Regions from separate parts of the Mus musculus genome. Here region 2 is linked to region 1. The links are chromatin contacts, called in public HiChIP or PLAC-seq maps. All regions are on one chromosome and are shown on one strand. The core of a region is the stretch at or near the end of the contact, and the rest is flanking DNA. Distances in the headings are between cores, read along the strand shown. Region 1 holds the start of Tifab (TRAF-interacting protein with forkhead-associated domain, family member B). Region 2 holds the start of Tgfbi (transforming growth factor, beta induced).

Evidence for each region. HiChIP or PLAC-seq counts read pairs in DNA pulled down with a chosen protein or histone mark.
Region 2: a contact with region 1 is called in an H3K27ac HiChIP or PLAC-seq map of microglia, with 5 times the contacts expected there. The contact joins the promoter of Tgfbi here to the promoter of Tifab in region 1. A contact is called at or near these places in 2 of 39 promoter capture datasets (the C10 cell line and hippocampal neurons), 1 of 484 Hi-C or Micro-C datasets (embryonic stem cells), 1 of 115 datasets of contacts at active chromatin or transcription factors (microglia) and 1 of 9 other capture datasets (liver).

Annotation. Positions count from the first base shown.
Region 1 is chr13:56,176,492-56,183,449 of GRCm38.p6, reverse strand. It overlaps Tifab (TRAF-interacting protein with forkhead-associated domain, family member B), which reads left to right and starts at 4,565. Exons shown (of 3, transcript NM_001168615.1): 1 at 4,565-4,903; 2 at 6,318-6,545; 3 at 6,817-6,958. The coding sequence starts at 6,822. Gm31657 (a long non-coding RNA gene) reads right to left here. Exons shown (of 8, transcript XR_382472.1): 3 at 3,211-3,396; 4 at 2,193-2,299; 5 at 203-461.
Region 2 is chr13:56,606,366-56,613,323 of GRCm38.p6, reverse strand. Tgfbi (transforming growth factor, beta induced) reads right to left here and starts at 3,738. Exons shown (of 17, transcript NM_009369.5): 1 at 3,544-3,738. The coding sequence starts at 3,677.

The DNA of each region.
Region 1 (6,958 bases), core at 3,316-5,815:
GTCACAGAAGTCAGAGAGCTCCCCCACGTTGGAGTCACAGTCACTGTGAGTCACAAACACTTGTTCTTCTCTGAGGGATGGTAGGGACAGGGAGTGTTGTCTTAATCATAGAACAACAATGCTCAGCCCCACGGGGATGGCCAGGGCCAAGGCTTGGCTACATGTCCCCCCAAGTTTCCCCTCAATGGACAGATCAACTTACCCCATTCTACAGCGAAAGGAGCAAACCTGGTTTTTCACCCTTGCTCTGTTGGAGGGAAGCTGCATGATCATTCCCATTCCCTGTGTCCTCTCTCCAATGCCTGTGACCATTGCTCTCCTTGGCCCGATGCTCTGGGCCCTGCTTTACCTCTGAACTCACTCCAGCCTGTGAGGGATCTCCCCTGAGATCCAGGACACCTGGAGCCAACCAACCAGGGCTCTCTCCTCGTGTTTTTCCAACTTGACAGAACTTGAGCCACCTGGAAAGAAGAATTGTGTCCAGTTAGATTGGCCTGTAGGCAAGTCGGTCGGAGGGGTGGGGCAGGACCACTGTGAGTGATGCTATCCCTGGTCCTTGGTTGTGTAAGAAAGGCAGCTGAGCAAGCCATGGAGAGCAAGCCAATAAGAAGCATTCCTCCATTGCTCGTGCTTCAGGTCCTGCCCTGACTTCCCTCAGTGATTGGCTATTCCCTGGGAAAGTAAGTTGACATAAATCATTTCCTTCCCCAAGTTGGTTTTGTCTGGGACTTAGCTGCAGAGGCCTGATTAGGACGGCCGCCACCGGAAGAGTGGCTCTCCTATACTTTGTTACTGTTCTCTCTCTTCAGTGTTGAAAAGCAGGTCGCTGGTTAAGGGTGCTGCTGCAGGCCCTCAAGACACATCAGGGCATCCAAATTGGCTGGGGAGTCAGAAGCAGGGCTTCTTAGCTGAGTGGCTAGTTGGCTAGGCAGCTGAATCCCAGAGTGCACAAGCAGCTTAGTAAGGTTCAGGAGCCTTACGGACCAGGCTCTAGTGTGGCCCGATGCCCATCCCAGGTATAGGGCCTTTAACAAGTCACCTGACTGCTCCAGCCTCAGTTTGCTCATCTGTAAGATGGGTAGCAGGGATGCCTTTCCCAGCGAGGAAGCAGAGACTTTCTGGAATGGTGTATTTACTTCATTACGATTAAAATGGAACTTATGTGAAGCTCCCACATGGTGGGGATTCTACTCCCAAACTATCTTGTTTGAAGCCCAGATTGGGGCTCCTTAAGAATGTAAGGTTTGCCTGTACGAGTCTCTTCTAAAAGCTCCTCCCCTCAGGTATATTCTGGACCTTCAGCCCAAGGTCCTGCAGAAACTGAGTCAGCAGACCTTGCTGTTAGGCACGTTGACACATCTCATTTAGTACCCCAGACTGCACCCACTTCGCCTGTCTGACTGCAGGAAACTGAGGTCCGGATAGGGTGCCTGACTTGAGGTCACACAATGGTTACTTGAACGAGCAAACCTCAGACACAAGTGTGCCTGGGAATGGGCTGCTGAGGGGAAGGTCTGAGAAAAATGGTTGTTAGTCTCTGGCCTCTCCAACTGGTCCCGGATAGGCTCATCTCACTCAAACAACCGCCCTTTGGACTCCACTGGACTCCAGTGCTAGATACCCAACAGCCAGTCGTCAGAGGGACCTTCTGAGCAAGGGCAGGAGGTTGTCCTTCTGTTTCTCCTGACTTTCTTTTCCTACCCACGTGGCTCCCACCTTCCGCCTAAAATGCTGACAGTAAGCATTGCCTCTCCACACCAGCCCGAGTTCCCATTACATCCAGAGACGGACCCTGGGCAGAACTTCCCCTTGCCAGATGAGTCCCCTGCGTGTTTCACTTCCCTTCCTCCATGGGAAACGTTCTTAGCCCAGTTTCTGCATGGCAGGAACTGTAAACTTGTGTCTTATGCCCACACTCTTGTTGAGGCGTGACTGTAGCAGGGTGGTGGGCAGAGGGTGTTCCATCTGCAAGAGAGACACTCAGAGGAGTGGCAGAGGCCCACATCTGGCCCAGCTCTGCAGTCAGAGAAGCAGTGATCATCACTGAGCTATTGTGTAAACTAGAAGGCCAGTAGACATGGGGAACACTGAGATGGAGCTCCTCTGGAAAGAAGGGCTTGGCTGTCTTCAGGCTTGAGAGACCTGTGTAGGCAAAGACTCAGAAGACGTGCCCTTCTGTGCAACAGACTCACCCAGCTCTGTGTATGCAGTCAGTCCCTGAGGCACCTCACTGTGGCTCTTGGGCTTTGACTCATCCATCCATCCATCCATCCATCCATCCATCCATCTGAGGTTGTGGCTTTTGTGTTTTATAAAAGAAAAAGAAGCCAGGGATATGTTTGGTAGAGTGAGGTATGGTGAGGTGGGAGGGGTGCCTGCAGACCTATGTGAGGCATCCCTTCCCCCTAAGGTACCATCCATAGAGTATGGAATAGAGTTTATTTAGGGCATGGGGAGGGGAGTTGAGGGGGTAGTAGAGGCAGAGAAAGGGGGGGGCAGAGAGAGAGAGAGAGAGAGAGAGAGAAGAGGAATAGAGACCAGCCATGAACATGTGAAGAGGGGAGGGGAGGGAAATGGGGAGAGAGGGGACAGAGGGAAGAGAGCAAGAGAGGAGGGGGCAAACAGCCCCTTTTATAGTGAGTCAGGCACACCTGGCTGTTGCCAGGTAACTGTGAGGCAGAGCCTAGAAGAAATGCTAACAGTGGCTGTTTTCATGGAGTAGGATACAGCACTGGCAATGAGCCTGAGGTCCTATCCAGCTGTTCAACCTACACATGGCTTTTCATCCTCCCAGGCCATCAGTAAGCCTGCAACATCCTTGGAGCTACTCCTTGGGCTGGAGCCACTTCTTGGGCTACTATTGTCACCCTGTTTTACTCCTCCTCTTTCAATGCCAGGAGGACCTGGGCACAGGTGGTGGGGGAAGGGTGCAGAAAGGGCAGGTGGAGGTTCTAAAGCCACATCCATCCATCCATTGAGCTAAATGCCTCTTAAAAGCACCCTGTTCCCAGCCATCAGTGGCTCTGAGAGGCAGCCTGGCTCATTCCCACCTAGCCCGAATCATTGATGACAGAGTAAGAACTCCCCTCATCCCAGACCCAGAAGACTATCCCCAAAGCATGGCCTAGAGGGACTCTGTGGCCCAGCAAACAAGGAATTCCACTATGGGCAGGCCTTGGGGACTGGGGATCAGTCCACCGGGGTCCTCACCTGGTTGTGCCGGAGATTGATTATGTGACCCTGGTAAGTCACCTCTGAGCTTTGGAGTCAGTGATGAAATCACTGACTCTAGGGTAGACTGGGGAATAGCTGGGTCTCCGAGCTCCCCTGAAGAGCAAGCAGCCTCTGAGCCTCGAAGGCACTGTGCTGGAGGACTCAGCACATCAGCAAATCCTCCTGAAAGCAGACAGCGGGAGAACCTCTGGAATGAGTGAGTCTCTGCTCAGGGAAAGCAATGCATGATGGTCCCCTCTCTCGTTCTACCCAACCCAACTGTAGGCCAGGATTGGGCTATCCTTGTTCCACCTGCGTATGTGTCCTCCTTATTCTGCTGGCCTTTCTAAGCACACACAGCCTTCATTGAAACTGCTTTTTGTCCCATTCTCCATCTATTAGCTTGATATTACAGAGACATTATTATTCTTTTAGCGATTATACATGAAATCAGAGCACGTGTCCTTACATTATTATGTCTAGCAGCAGTTTATGTCCTTGCATCCTGGACAATGGAAAGGAATTTGAAACTCTGTAACTATATGTAACCATTCCACCTAGATTGGCTTTAATAATACATACATAAGTGTTTATGTATTTTAAATACATATAGAATATATACAATGAAGCCCATCTTAAGATGTCATCATTGTTTCATTGAGCTGGGCCAGCAAGTCACTCTTCAGTGACAGGATCCTGAGGGAAAAAAAGGCAATGGGATCAGAAAATAAAGAAGGTAGGAGGCTGGAGAGATGACTCAGTGGTTAAGAGCACCAACTGCTCTTCGGAAGGTCCTGAGTTCAATTCCCAGCAACCACATGGTGGCTCACAGCCACCCATAATGAGATTTGACACCCTCTTCTGGTGTGTCTGAAGTCAGCTACAGTGTTCTTACATACAATAATAAATAAATAAATAAATAAATAAATAAATAAATAAATAAAAACTAAAAAAAAAAAAAAAAAGGTAGGCAATTGTACTCCGGAGATCTCATCCAAGGTCTGTCTTATGCCAAGCAGGTTAATTCAGAAGTACAGTATCTTAAATGTCATTTTAAGGAGAGAAATGGGACAAAGTCAGCAGGTGGCCTTCTGCATGCAATAAATGAGGCCTATTCCCATGAGTGCCCATGCACTACTGTCCCTTCCCATGAGTGTTCATGCTCTCCTGTCCCCTCCCATGAGTACCCACATGCTCCTGTTCCTTCCCATGAGTGCCCACAGGCTCCCTTCCCCTGTGTCTCAGTCTCTTCTGAGACTCCCTAGAGATCCTCCATTACGTACGGCTTCCTTGACCAACCCCAGACAGTTGGAAGGAACCTCATAACCCAGGAACTCCCTGTCAGCAGCTCTCTGCCCTCAGAGGACAGAAGAAGCTGATACTCTGTGGTCTCTGAGGCTGAAATAATAGAGGCTGGAGCACCGAGACCCAGGAAAGCGTACCATCCGGAGGCCCCTCCTAGAGAGGCACCCGTTTCACAACTCAAGCAAGCGGTTCCACTTCTGCAAGAGAAAATAATACTTCAATTTCATTCCTAGAGGAAAAAGGAAGAGCGGCAGAGCTGACGTGCTCTCTGACACAGTGCACGCCCGAACCACGGACGCGCTTGCCTGCCCAGGTCTTCCTCCAGCCCAGGTCCTGCCTGATCACACAGCTGCAGAGTTAGTGCCAGGTGTACCCCGGAGGTAAGGTAGGTGAAGGTCGTGGGGACCAGGACCCCCAGGGAGGCTGGTGAGGCTAGGAGAGGAACCCTGGCCAGAGCCAGCACCTTTCCATTTGTCAGCAGCCATGGTAACTATTAAGAGGTTTGGGTTTCTGTTCTCCCCAATCAACTGGGATCCAAGACAAACAAGTCTGCCTCTGCAGGAGTGCTGCTTCCATCAGACATGACTGCTCGGCACTCAGAGAGAGATCCCACAGGGCCACGTTTACTTTCAATATCATTGGGCCATGACACTGACTTTGTAAAGGATGAACTCTGTACTCTCACCAAGTCCAAGGGCACTGGTGCCCAGCCCTCCATCCTGGGCTCAACCTGAATCCTGCCTCAGGAAGAAATGGTCTTCAGGGTCAGAAGGCAGTAGCCTGAGGTGTATCCATCTGTCTGCTGGGGAAAGGGTATCCTCGGGGGAATGGGGGGACAAGGCCCCACTACCAACTATATCCCCATTGATATACTACCTTCAAAAAACAACAGCGCAAAAGCCTGGCAAACTAGCACAGGCTCCCTATCCCACAGCCTTCAAGAACTAGGCTCCCATTTTCATTGGGCTGAGAGATGACTTCTGTATGTGGGTATATCCTTACCTATTTTTTTTTTAGCAGGTATGCCTCCAGACATTTTCTGTGGTCTGGTGCTATAGGGACTACAGGGTGGGTCATACCCTATGCCTGGGAGACAGAAGTGGAGCTTGAGGAAGACAAGAGCCTGTGGAACTCTGGGAGCCTGGGAGTTGGGGGAATGCAAACATGAAAAGTTAGGGGTTGGCCAGGTGTCCTTGTGGTTGATGTCACAGGACAGAGACAAGGTCACTTTCCTCAGGGAAGAAAGCATTTGAACCAGGCCCTGAAAGATGAGCAATGTTTTCCCCACAGAGTTTAAGATAGAACATGTCTTCTTAGCAGAAAATATATATATATTGCAGACCAAAGCCAAGTGCTAGAGAAAGAATATAATTACTGTGGAACCTCACTCGGCCCTTGGTTCTTGCTAAAAGTGGCAATAAATCCTAGGTGGTGTGGGGCGTGTAGATATGACCGTGTCTACTCTTTAAAGCCAGGCAGGGACCAAGCAGACCCTGGATGGGGCCTTCCCACATGCCCCTTGGACACTGAAGGACAAGTTCCTGGAGGTGGAGCTGTAGGACCTTGTGTGGATTTACTGGTGCTCCTGAGGGTCTTCAGTGAGCCAGATTTTCCTTCTGTCCACTGTCTCCACCAGGAGCTACCGTGGCCCAGATGTTCAGGAAAGGCAAGCCCTGAACCTGGTGTTGGGGCCCCTGAACCAAGTGCTGGGCTCGCTGGAAGCACCCCCAAGAAGGTGCTCGATGTTTTTACTTCCATGGGGTACTCAGGGTCCTTTTCCATTGCTATGTACCCCCTAGCTGGAGGCACCATATCTTTCCCTTCAAGAGCGGTGCTCCCAAGAGCAAAGGCCTATCTCCACAGCACCTGGATTGACACCTGGCTCGAAGAAGACTCTGCAAGAGTTTGTTTGTTGCATGCCTGCCAGATTCAAGAAAGCCTGTCCTGTCTGCTCATCTGTTCCTATAAAGCAAGGACAAACTGTCTCCAAATGGCCTGTGGACTATCAGGCGCCACCCTGTAAGCTGGTAAGCTTTATTCCTTGCTGAGAAGGAAGGGCACACCTGTGTTATAAAACAATACAATTTGGAGAGGATGGGCAGTTATGTCCTGTTGGAGTATAGGGAGATGGAATTCCAAGTTTAGTGTCAACCTCCACCCCATCCCAGCTTGGGGAGAATAACTGTATCTATTTACACATGGTCCTCATCAGCAAGATGTGGCCCCAAGATCTCTAAGTAGGCAGCTTGCCTGGGCTCAGAAAACTACAGAAGTGTGTCTTTGTCATGTTCTTCCCAGGATCTATGGAGAGGCCCCTCACAGTCCTGCAGGTGAGCCTGTACCACCCTACACAGGGCCCGGTCGCCTTTGCCCACGTCCCACAGCAGCTGCAACATGACGCCAGCCGGCTGTTGGTTGGGCGAGGACAGAACACCCATCT
Region 2 (6,958 bases), core at 2,489-4,988, 430 kb before region 1:
GGCAAAGGGAGCTGCCATGCTGGGTGATGACAAAGGGGAGGGAGGCTCTTCCTGAGCAGACAGCAGGGCAGGCTTCGTAAGTCAGAAAAGTAAAGACAACAGATTCAGTTTTCATGAGATGTCCGTGTTCACGCAGCTTCAGGCCCATTCAGAGGTGGGCACGATTTCTTCAATAGCAATTTCCAACACTTTAAAGATGCAATGCAGAGAGGCAGGAGGACGGCTCTGAGTTCAAGGCTTACCTGGGCTACACAGCGAGTTGAAGTCTCTCTGGACTAGCTAGTTAACAAACTAAACTAACTGTGGTCCATAGAATTCTATGAGGAGCATGGGGTCTGGGGCAGGGGATCTGTGGCTACCCCCTCATCGTTTGGGCAGTGTCCATAGCTGGATGCTTGATTGGGTGGTTGTTCCTTCTGACCCTCTATCTCTCCCCCACTTCCTTTCTATACGAAGCATACGTCTGTTTTCTGTTGTTGTTTAATAGACAAGAGTGAGCAGAGCAGTCGTGATATTAGTAAAGTCATCTTGACAGAAGACAACTGGTTAAAGGCTGGATCAGCCCACCTTAGGTGGGTCTCTCCAGGTACTTAGAGGCTCTGCAGCCAGAGATCCACACGTTTCACTCAAGGTCCTCGAATAACCCCCAGAGAGCTCCCACGGGCCACGCTCCAGCCCCCAATCATCCTCACTGCTGTACAATCCCAGAAGTTCTCCTGTCCAACTGAGCGAGCAGGAAGTAATTACTGTGGCTGAATTCCCTGCAGCTCTCCATGGGCGGCCGGCGGCTCTTCAGCGAGTCTCTGTGGATTTGGCTCCAGCATTCCTCGACTGTGTAGAGTTTCCACTGCTCCTGCCCCTGTGACAGGAGCAGAAGCTGGGGGTGGAGGTAAGCTGAGTCCACAGGAAATCTGTGCTGAAATGTGCTCAAAATGAGCAGGTCATTCCTGGGCTTCTGCCCCAAGACAACTCTGCTGGTCCACTTGCATCTGAAAACCAAGTACTTCTGGAAGTTCCATCCAGTTTCTCTCAATGCCATTCAAAAGCGTGGCCAGCTTTCACTTGCTTTGTGTTGGTGCTCCCCACTCCCATTGTTACACAGACACAGCTGGGAGCCAACAGACCACCCAGCAACCCCTCTGCTCCTACCAGCTTTCTGTGTTTGCCTCCTAAGCATCAGTTTCACCTTCTGTAAAATAGGAATTTTGCAGTGGCTGGGGGCAGGGGCATGAGGAGGCAAAGGCAGCGGGGCCATGAATGACTGTGCACTACTGCCCAGTGGCTAGGTACAGAGTCCTTCCCCTCTCTCACGGGACACCCTGCACTTCCCCAAACTTCCCTTTTCTCCAGCTCTCACTTTGAATCAAGGGCTGGAGCTGGAACAAGGTTATCCATCTGCACAAGGTACCACACCCATGTGTGCAAGGCCAGGCAGTCCCGTGGTTTTTCAGGGACAGTTAGGTCAGAGTAAATGCAACTATGTAACAATGCCTGTAACCATTTGCCACTGCTTGTGTGCCTCTGGGGAATCCAGATTCCCCTTAGAGAAGGGTGCTGCTGTGGTCTTTCTCATATTTATTTTGAGATGGGATCTCCTTTTGAATTGCCCGCCTCTTTTTCCAGCCTCAGGAGTAGATGGGATGGAAGGTATGCATCCTCCCGCTCAGCACATCATCTCTTGATCCATCAGCCTATTGTAGATTACTTGCTACAAGTTTTCCAGCTCAGGGCAAGAACCTCAGAGAAGTGAATCGAAATCATTCGCTCATTTTGTGTTTGTTGGAAGCACATGCCACAGTGAGCTTCCCACAACATTTGGAAGGCTGGTTCACTTATTCCATGTGGGTCATCAGGCTTGGCAGCCCGGACCTTAGCTGAGCCACCTCACTGGTCCACATCTGAAGTTTCTTAAAGCACTGGTTTTCCTGACAGTGTCCTGGGCTCTGAAGGGAAGGAGGCTGGCCTCAGAGATAGATCTTACACGATATCTCTAGAGACCTTTCACTGTGGCTGTTGACATTGCAGCTCTGGGTTACGACACTGCAGGGTGACCTGTGGTGATCTTAGTGGTTAGGAGGAAGGAGGGAACAGAACTGAATGCAACATTCAAGAAAGGCAGTGGGACCCAAAGGTGAACCGGGCAGGGATGAGAGATGCTCTGGCTTTCCATGTTTGGCTCTGAGGCTTCAAATCTGCATTTTTCCTATCTGCCCTCTCAATCCTTCATACCCACAGCCTAAGTTAAAATATGACCCAAGGACCTTTTCCACTGCCTGTCTCCTTTCAGGAGGCCGTGAAGCCTGGCTTGGTTCTGTTCTGCCTGTGGCCAGTCCCGCACCCAGCAACTTGTTTTGCCCCAAGCACTGAACATCTGGGGGGGCTACAAGAGACTGGAAAGCCACATGCAGAAGAAAGGTAACTTCTCCCTAAAATTCGCATCCTTTACTCGAGTCCAGAGTCTACCCAGTTGCTGGAGGCTGAAGCTGTGTCTGGGTCTAAAAAGACAACCGCCACTGGCCACATGGTTTGTTTTTCCTTTAGATCTGAATATAGATCTGTGTAGTCTGTTGGAGAGTTGGGAATAGCCTGGGGTGCGAATGCCTGATCATGGGCACCAGGCCTCCCCGGAAGTCAGTACTCTACTTTTCCCATAGAGTTTTCCTCTAGTATAAATGATGTTCATACACCCAGGTAGTCTGGACATGCAACAAAGCTGGGCTCTGTTTGGAGCAGGCATGACCTGGTTGTGTGTAGAAATACCATGCCAGGCTCTTCATCAGGGCAAAGCCTTGGCCAGAGTGCGTCTCCGAAAACTTACACATCTGCAACATCTCAGAGAAATACCTGAAGCACCAATGTCCCACGTTTACAAAGCTGCCTGTCGCTTTAAGACAGATGCCAGTCCTGACTCCAGGACATACTGCAGGGCAAAATGGTTCCTTCTCAGGACTCGGTTTCCCAATCTGTCTAGCATGTATAAAGGGTGGTGAAGCCTCCTGCTCTACATCTTTGGCCAGCAAGCACTGTTGGTGTTGAGTGTTTGGGTGCAGAGCAATACCAAATGCATAGGAGTAGTGGGCACCTAGCTAGGGTCCTGCCACCAGGTATGACCAGTAACACTCCTGGAATCAATGGACAGTGACCTGCCTGGTTTTCCCCTCTATGGTAGGTAGGTACTGTCTCAGGGTGATGGTGATTCTGCGTTGAGAGCTGCCAACGCCCCCTTCTACCTAGAGTCAAGAAAGGAGACTGATAGTCCCCTAGACTGTTTCATGCACTTTTGTCTGACTCTGTGGTCACTGGCCAGTGCCCCCAACCCTTTCTTCACAAACTGTTCCACTGTGTCCCCTTATCTCATCAACCTCCACGCAGGTTTGGTCTTTCTATGCAATGGCTAATATTCCTTCGGGCTTTGTCGTCCCCCACCTCCACTCCCCCGCGCGCGCACCCCTGGCCAGGTATGATGTCCCCAGCTGAGCACACTGGCAGTTCAGTGACCTGTCCTATGCTCACGCCTCCCATCACAGAGCGGCTGGGACTTACCCGTGCTGGCGACCCCGGAGCCGGCTATGCTGCAGCACCAGCTGGTAGGGTGACTTGGCGGGACCTGCAAGGGTCCCAGCGGGGCCCACAGACAGTGCCAGAGCGAGGGTCAGCAGTCGCATGAGGAGCGCCATGGAGCTGGAGCACGCGCGGACCCACGATGAAAGCAGGCGCGGGCGGTGCTGGTGAAGTGAGAGCAGCGGGGCAGCGCGCGCTGGGTTTAGTAGCCCGAGGGAGGGAGCGGCAGAGGGAGGGGAAGGGCAGCCGGCGCCTCCCAGACCACGCCACTACTAAGCACCCGCGCCCTCCTGCACCGCCCAGCTCACACACCCCCTCCCACTTCGCACAAAGTGCGGGTCCAAAGGAACTAGTCCTCAAGTTTCAGTTTCTTAAGGTGTTCATGCTTAGAGCCCGAAGATAGCTCTCTAGCAGACTGCAGGAAGCCAGAGGGTCTGTGCTGACTCCCTCACACTTAGGCACGGACAGACTGGCCTCTGCAGTCCAGATGCATCAGCCCTGCTGATACACTGTAGAGGAGGAGTAAGTCTTCCTGTTGACAGACCGTAGAAAAGTGGGAAGGGTGGGGCTCACACCTTGGCATTCAGGAATCCCTCACCTGGCTTCAATAAAGATCTGTGAATGTGAGGTAGATGCTGCCAAGAGATAGATCGGCTAGGAACCATGCCTTGGATGAGCTTGAAATATGCCAACGGTCACATGGTAGGGAGGTGAGAACTCGCCCTAGCATCTATTAACCACCCTCCCCTTACCTGCTTCTACTAGTCCCAGGGGTGAGCTCTCAGTGCTTGGGAGAACATGGGCCTAGCAAAGATGTAGAGAGGCAGCTGGGGCATTAGGAGTCTGGAGTAGGCACCTGACCTAGGCACAGTATGGCACAGTATGGCAGCGGCCGCTTTTAGATCTGAAGGCAGAACAGGATTTGGCCAGGCCAAAGGAGGATGGTTTAAGAGGACCCAGGCATCCAGTTCAGCAAAGCGCGCTGGGTGGAGAGTAGAGCAGAAAACAGCAGTGTATCATCAGGGCTCCAAGCTAAGAATCTGCCAGTGTTGAGGAAGCAAGGGAATGGCCCAGTTGATGTCCTGAGCAGGCAGCAGGAGGGTCGAGTGAGCAGGAGGGGACCACATTGGAGCTTGAGCGACTGTGGTGGAAGTGGAGAAGGGATGGACGTATGTCTAGAAGAAGACAATAGTCTCAAGGGAACATAGGAGCTACAGGTGCTGGTTCACCTTGATTGCCCACTGGGTTGGGCTGGCAAATGCCCAGGGGCATCGGCGAAGCTCATCACTGAATGGTGTTTTGGGAAAAACAGTGGTCCAAAGGTAAAGACCCGTCTTGAATGAAGGTGGCGTCATGCCATGGGATAGGGTCATGGGTTGAATAAAAGGGGGGGGGTGGATAAGGTGAACATGAACATCCCACACTCTGCCTGGCAACCCAGAGAGATGTGAGCACTCGGCCTCCTGCTGCCTGCCTTCCCAGCCACAAGGACTGTGCTCTGAACTGTGAGCTGAGACAAAAGACAAACCTCCTCTCCTGAACTGCTTCTTGTCAAGCCTTGTCCCTGCAGTGGGAAAAGCCACTGGTACACCATGTGCCTAGGGACAAAGAAGAATCAGGGATACATAAGGTGTTTGAGTTCCGGACACTGTGGTGGCTGCTGCTGCTGCTGCTGCTGTTTTTCATAAGAAGGGCACGGAGATGGGTGTCTGTTGCCAGGGACGGATGAGTAGCTTGGGACCTGATGAGTTTGAGGTGCACATGACTCATCTCGATGGAATGTCCACAGACAGCCCAATCCAGGGCTCCAGGGAAGGGTAAAAGGTGGAGATCCAGATCTGGAAGCCATTCTTTAATGAGGGGACAGGGAGCAAGAGGCATCAGTGATTTGCTGGAGGGGAGGTCCAAGCAGAGAGTGGTCCCTCGAAGGATGCTAATAACCGAGTGGGTGGAGGTGGGAGATGCAGTGGGAGGAAGGAGGCCTTGATGGAGGAACAGAGAGAAAGGCTGCACACAGAGCACACCTAAGCAACATTCGCTCTGCTAGAAAGCAAGCCGCATCTCTGAATCCGATGAGTGTCTGGTCTAGGGTGCCGGAAAACATCCGGAGAGAGAGAGTCAAGTGCGGGCTGGATCCCAGAAAGCCTCCCTGGAGGCCAGGAGAGGTGGCCGTGCTAACTTGGGGAAGAGTCTGGGAGGCACACTTTCCACCTTCCAGTCTAGCACCCCCATCTCCCGAGAGATGGAGGAGGGGTCTGAGCGAGGCTAGTTAGTGATCTCACCCATCCTCACTCCCCTCTCCATAAAACTAACATTCGATGAGTCGAGTTTTTCCATGAGCTCAGTACGGGGATCACAGTAATGCTTCAGTTACTGTTTAGATATTTTTAAAAATTCCACCGCAGGCTCCACACTGCCCCAAACCATAAAAGGCAGTAATGTAAACATACCCCCCCATGGTAATAGCTGCTGCTTCAAAGAGGGTGATGTTGCTGGTGATGTTGCTGGGTAGGGAGGCCCTCCAGCCCCATGACCTGGAGGCACCAGGGCAGAACACAGACCTTTCATTTGAGAAGCTTTTTTTTTTCTTTCTTTCCACGGAAGAAAATCTAAACAAGAGAAAACGAGGCTTGTTTGGAACAATAATTACTAGACCTTTACAAGGTACTTTAGAAAAATAGCTGCTTTGTGTTTAGTGGCACAACCAAGCTCACCAAGAGCTATTTGAAAACAACTTCAGACTGTGCAGACAGTGGCCCTTCAGCAGCAAAAGACAAGCTAATGTTTCCAATGAGCCTTTGCATGGGATCCTGTGTTTATGGACGTGAAGGTGGGCATCAGGCCAGCTCAGGCTCTGCTCCTCCCACCCCCAAGTTCCCGGTGAGATGCTTGAGCATCAAGGGAAACGGTCAAAGCTTTTCCAGAGGACACTCAGCCCCTCCAGACTGCCCCGTGTGCAACCTAGAAGGAATGGGAAATTAAACCAACATGCTTCTTTTGTCACGCAGCACCGTGCTCCCGTGCGTGCGTGCGTGCGTGCGAGTGAGGCGCGTAGGCGAGAAGCAGCAGCCCTGTTTGTGACACTTAAGGGCTGACTAGGGATCTAGGTGAGCTTTCCAGAGCTCTCCCACAGCCTTGCCACTCCAGGTGTGACGTGCGGAAAGGCAGCATCCCCAACATTGGAGAATGCGTTAGGAAAGCGGCCCTCTGCAGACCCACAGAGTGAGGCTCCACATTTTGACAGGGTCCCTTAGTGAGGTTCCCTAGAAGCCCTGGCTCCTGTTAGATGTTAGATGGGCAACCTTCAGGTGAGGATAAGGTATGAATCAAATGATTGACCCAAAAGGAATAAAGTGGAGTATTTACCCCAGAAAAATCTCAGCTCATGTTGAGGTTA